Regions from separate parts of the Mus musculus genome. Here region 2 is linked to region 1. A link is a contact called in public HiChIP or PLAC-seq data. All regions are on one chromosome and are shown on one strand. The core of a region is the stretch at or near the end of the contact, and the rest is flanking DNA. Distances in the headings are between cores, read along the strand shown.

The links. HiChIP or PLAC-seq counts read pairs in DNA pulled down with a chosen protein or histone mark.
Region 2: an H3K27ac HiChIP or PLAC-seq map of embryonic stem cells shows a contact between it and region 1, with 2.1 times the contacts expected there. The contact joins the promoter of Tex261 here to the promoter of Dysf in region 1. A contact is called at or near these places in 1 of 39 promoter capture datasets (pre-B cells) and 2 of 115 datasets of contacts at active chromatin or transcription factors (embryonic stem cells and pancreatic cancer cells).

Annotation. Positions count from the first base shown.
Region 1 is chr6:84,017,992-84,020,694 of GRCm38.p6, reverse strand. It overlaps Dysf (dysferlin), which reads right to left and starts at 1,309. Exons shown (of 55, transcript NM_021469.3): 1 at 1,087-1,309. The coding sequence starts at 1,177.
Region 2 is chr6:83,774,507-83,777,209 of GRCm38.p6, reverse strand. It overlaps Tex261 (testis expressed gene 261), which reads left to right and starts at 1,398. Exons shown (of 6, transcript NM_009357.2): 1 at 1,398-1,556; 2 at 2,113-2,192. The coding sequence starts at 1,487. Gm52907 (predicted gene, 52907) reads right to left here and starts at 1,275. Exons shown (of 2, transcript NR_168047.1): 1 at 984-1,275.

The DNA.
Region 1 (2,703 bases), core at 60-2,559:
GAAAGAAGGAAGAACCCTGCTGAAAGTTTCCTGACATCAGGAACACCCTGGCAAGCCTGACCAGTGAAACACCAGGGAGGCCTAGGATGTTTCAAATCACACTTTGCAAAAGAATCAGCCGGATAGTCACCCGCGACCACCCGAGACCAAGAACAAACACGTGATCTGGAGCTCAGCTCAGTCCCTGTCTCTCATATTATTTGGGGGTGGGGCTGCATGTAAAGTGGACAAACCCTTGGAATCCTGATGTCCCCACTGTTGTCACAAAGGTTAACACTTTTGTGACAAGCCGTGCCTCAGTTTCTCTACACGCTGCTCTCCTTTTTAAATATATTTTCCGCAGAGCCCCGGGGTACAGCTCCTGGTGAGAGGAAGCCCTCTCTCCTCTCCTTATTTATCTCTCTCTGCAGAACTGGGGTCCTGACTCACCACTATTGTCCCTTCTCTCATTTTGACAGGTCCTTCCTCTTCCCTTTCCCCTCCTGAGACACCCCTCCCTTGGGAATCTGCCTGAAGCCATAGTGAAAGGGCCAGATATGTGGAGGAAGAAGTAGTCTCAGCAGAGAAACCCTTTCTGGTCTAAGCAGCACAAGACTTAGCAACTTGAATTTGGAAAGCATCCCACATCCCAGACACTCCTCAGACTTCCTGCGACAAAGCCACATCCATAGTATTCAGTTCCTCTTCCTTCTGGTTGAGATTTGGCCATTCAAACGGACAGTGTTCAGTCAGATTCATGGATAGATGGATGGGACGGTAACTTTCAAAGAGCACTATTAAAACGCTCACAAACCAGTTCAGTTATGTGGTGGCCCTGATTACACCGCTACCCTCTGCGTCTTCCAACCCACCCTGTGCCCACTATCCAGCCTTTCTTCCTTCTGAGTACTGTCTTGGGAAAGTAATAACTCCTGGCCTAGAACAGTACTTCCAGTTTTCCTAAACTCTGTAACATTTGCTGTTTCCTTGCTGTCAGTCCTGGGGCGGGATTCCTGGTCTGATCTGGGCCCACAGACCCCAAAGCTAGATGCAGAGAAACAAACGGATGGTACCCAAGCCTGAATGAAGTGGCTTCAGGACTCTCACCTCGAAAAATCAGGCTGGCAACTGGATCGCTGCGCCGGTCCTTCTTCACATTGGGGAGGTTGCTGGCCCTTGCCAGCAAGCAACAGAGCATGGCTCCGCAGCCCAGGCGCGTGGGACGGAGAGGGAGTAGGAGCTTAGGACTCAGTCACTACTGCCCTGCCAGAGTTCAGATCCAGGATGGCTATGCCAAGAGAGCAGTTGATTCTGCTGCGCCTCCGCGGAGACTTGGTCAGCTTAGAATGCGAGGCTGCGCGTGGGATAAGGTACACCCAGGGGGCGGATCCTTCCTTCCATCCCGGCCTGGGTCCGCCCTCAGGGCGGTGGCCAAGGAGGAGCAAGGAATTACTCTGGACCAGGCACTGGTGCCTTGTTCTGAGGGTCTCCAGAGAAGGAAACGCTGCTGCGAGGTACTGGATGAGTGGCTGGCAAGAACAGGGCAGGGTTGTTGCCTGGGGTAGCGCGGGTCCAAAGAGTCTCGCAGTAAACGCCGAATAAGTGCGCACTGTGTGCCCAGTGACCCAGGCACAACTGCTAGTGAGCTGCCACGGAAATCTCCTGGCGACACCTAGAGTTGTTGAGGTCTAACTCAAATCACACTACGTTCCCAGTCGCTGCCCATTCGATTTCCTGCAGTTCTCCACTGCAACAATCTTTGCACTCTTCACCCTCCAAGGTTGAGAAAGTTGCTAAAGTCACGACCCTTAAGTCATTCCAGTCCTGAGCACGCATCTGTGTGTTGTCTGATCCTGTAACAGCTTAGGAAGATCCTTCCCAACAGCACCCAAGCTTCTCTTCCCCACCTCCACCCCCACACACTCCAGCAGGTAAATGGGGGTGGGGCGGGGGCATGGTCCCGGCCCTTTTCATTTTGAGGGACACAACACTTTCAGAGGGGATATCCTGCTCGTGCCCTCCACACCTGCTCCCTGTATGACTTGGCAGGGCAGACAACCAACTCTGCTTATGTGGATGCTTAGCGGTCAGACAGCGATTCTCAAGTTGCCCAGTCTCCCTCTCTCTTGACAGCACACACATGTGGGAACCACACCACTCAGCCTAAACGCCAACCACACGCTCTTTTTGCATTACCTTTTGAAAGAGCCTCCAAACTCTATTTCCATTTCCTCCTCTACTCTCCTGAACTATTCAGTCATGCTTTCAAATCTTAACACACCACCAAAAAGAGCCTATGGGCTCTGCTTGAAAATATGGCCAAAGAAGAAAAAGAAGAGGCGGGGGGAGGAGGAAGGGGAGGAGGAGGAGGAGGAAACAAAAAGATCCTGATGGAGCAGGTTCTCCATAAATAATTATTTTTAAAAGAAATGTAAACCATTTGGTGGCACACACCTTTAATCCCAGCACTTAGGAGGCAGAGGCAGGCAGATCTCTGTGACTTCAAGGCCAGCCTGCTCTACAGAGTAAGTTCCAGAACAGCCAAAACTACAGAGAAATCCTATCTTGGGGAAAAAAAAAAAGCGCCAGGCCAGCACCCTTTGGGTTCTGATGCGCTGTTCACTCTGACTGGAGTGCTGTCTCTTGCTCTTCCTTTGCAGATCCACTCTAGGATCAGGGTGGCCTTGAGCACTGGACCTTGGACTTTGGATCTTCTTACCACCC
Region 2 (2,703 bases), core at 149-2,648, 240 kb after region 1:
TCCTGCTCCCATTGGTTAGGGTATTCAACGGCTGCAGGGAACTTGCCTTTGTCTAAAATTCATGTCTTAACTTGTCTACCAGGATGGGACTTGTTTTGACTAAAATTCATATCTTAACTTGTTAACCAGGATGTCAGCTGCCCACATACCTGTCTCTCTCTGCCAATTAGGAAGTCAGTTCCCAGGGAAGTCTTGGGAACTTAAACTTTACTTGACCCCTACTCAAAATGGAGGGGGGGTCTTATTTTAAATAGTTTCTTATATCTCTTATGTTGGGGTTCATCCCAGGGGCAGCTTATAACAGCAAATCCCATAAAAGCTTATAGTCAGGTGCAGAAAGTATTGTTGGATGGTCACTTCAGACCCAAACTTGCTGTGAGTAACCATGCAAAGCATTTCTATTTAGATTGGTTTCCCAGGGCACAGAACAAAACAGAATACATAACCAATCCTGGCATTAGAAAGTTTCCTAGTAACAGTAGAAACATGAGCAAGTTTCCTTATAATGGCAGGCTGGCCAGGTGACAGTTACCTAGGCCTTAATATTGTACCTAGTCCTTAACATATAATATCTACCATTCCAGCACTCAAAACTACTTAGTGTCACCAAGGCCAGCCTGGAGGCACATAAGGCTGTTTCAAAAAAAGAAAAGATCTTTGCATGATGTTTCTACACCTTTAATCCCAGGATTTGGGATAAAGCAGAGGCAGGCTGGTCTCTGTGAGTTCAAGGTTAGCCTGATTTACATAGCAGGTTGCAGGACTACATAGAGACCCTTAATCAAAACAGACAAAACCAAAACCAAAGTTATATTTTGCCCTAGTACGGAGACTCCACACATCTGAAACCCTACCAATTGAGAGCTGGAGATGGGAGAGTTGACAGTTCAAAGGCCAGCCTGAGCTATGAGACCCTCCCTTTCTGAAAATAACAAACAAAAAGTTTGTTTGAGATAAGAGGCTTGTTGGCACTCTGAGCTTACCTGTGTCAGCCACTAGGTGGTGCTCTCTCAGATGATTACCTGCGGTGTCGCAAGTACAGTCAGTGCTTAGCTGTTGCTTTAGTCCCCACGCAAAAGTGAAGACCTGCATTGCAAAAGACCTCAGCCTAGAGGGAGAGTTAAGGCTGAAGGTGACCATTTAAAGGCACCTGGGATTCCAGATTATGCGGCTTCCTAGTGTGTGACCTGAGAGAAGGGAATCTTCCTCTCCCAGAAAATTAGGATCCAAGGCTGTGCGGAGCAGGCTTGAGCCAGGATTGGTTCCAATCAATCTGGGCTCTGTGTAGGCGCTCCGTACCGGGTGCAGCGCGATTTCGATCCTCCGAGCCGGTTAGCGGCGCTCGCGGGCTTGGCGGGGGCGCAGGGGCCGCGGCGCTCCGCCCTGCTCCTCTCGGCGTCCTCTGGGCGGGGACAGCACGGCGGCGGCCGCTCAGTGTCGCGGGAGCCGGACCGCGCAGGCCCGTCCCGGCGGCCCGGGGGGCGCCATGTGGTTCATGTACGTGCTGAGCTGGCTGTCGCTGTTCATCCAGGTGGCATTCATCACTCTGGCCGTCGGTGAGAGCGCTGACCCGGGCCGCGCGCGCCCCGATGCCCCGAGCCGCCAACCGCTGCTGCTCTTTGCAGCTGGGCGCTGACGACCCCGAGCTGGTCCTACTGGACCTCTGCGGAACCTTCCGGTGGGGATGCTTGGTTCCCGAGACGCATCCTTGCTCTTGGAGCCCTGAGCTCCCTACTCAGCCTGTCCCCTCCAGCTGGGACAGGGGGAAGGCCCCTGTCTGTCTCACCCGGCTGTGTGCTAGTGTACAGCACCCGGCCTGTAAACTAAGTGTTCTGCAGGTGTTGATTGACGAGTGAAGTTTAAGGTTCCCGGAACAGAGGTTAACTTTATGCTGTGCGGTCAAATCCAATATTTCTACAGTTGTCTTGGCAAAGTTCTATCTACTTGTGCAGATGAGAAGGACATCCCAGGGGTGCTTTGGCTTGTTCCCGACTTCCTGGAGTCTGAGGAGGGTTGGTGGGGGACTACAGGATGAGCAGGCTGGTGGGAGTGTCCCTGGCTGATCTCTTCCTGTTTGTCCCCCTCCCTCTGGGACCCCCTTCTCCTACCCAGCGGCTGGACTGTACTACCTTGCAGAGCTGATAGAAGAGTACACGGTGGCCACCAGCCGAATCATCAAATACATGATCTGGGTAAGTGGCCGCTTTTCCCTGGAGTAGTCACCCAGGGCTTGTTTGCCCTACATCAGAAACAGGAAGTGGGGACTGTTTGAGCTGGGGCTGTTTTGGTGCTGAGAACCCAGGATCTGAGGGTGTCCCACTTGCTTCCCTGCCCTGCAGTCTGCACTCCTGGGTCCAGATCACCCCTGGCCCTCCAGCCTCAGGTGGCATAGTTTCACAACCTACTGCCATTCCTTAAGGTGACAGTGCAGATATTTCATTGATAGGTATTCATGGCTTCGCTTTCCTGTGTCTGTCTCACAGTGTCCACGGTCTCTAACACCAGGTCCCCAATCCCAGCCCAGGCTTAGAACTTATAGGGACAATAAGGACAGTTTGTAACGCTTAGTTAGCTATTGCCCTCTCTCCACTCAGTGTCATTTGTCCTAAGGGAGAATGTCCAGCCCTTTCTCTTCCCTCATGGAGGTTTCTTTTCCTGAAGACTTGGTCCCTGTCCCTGTTAGAGAGGCTGTGAGGAAGACTG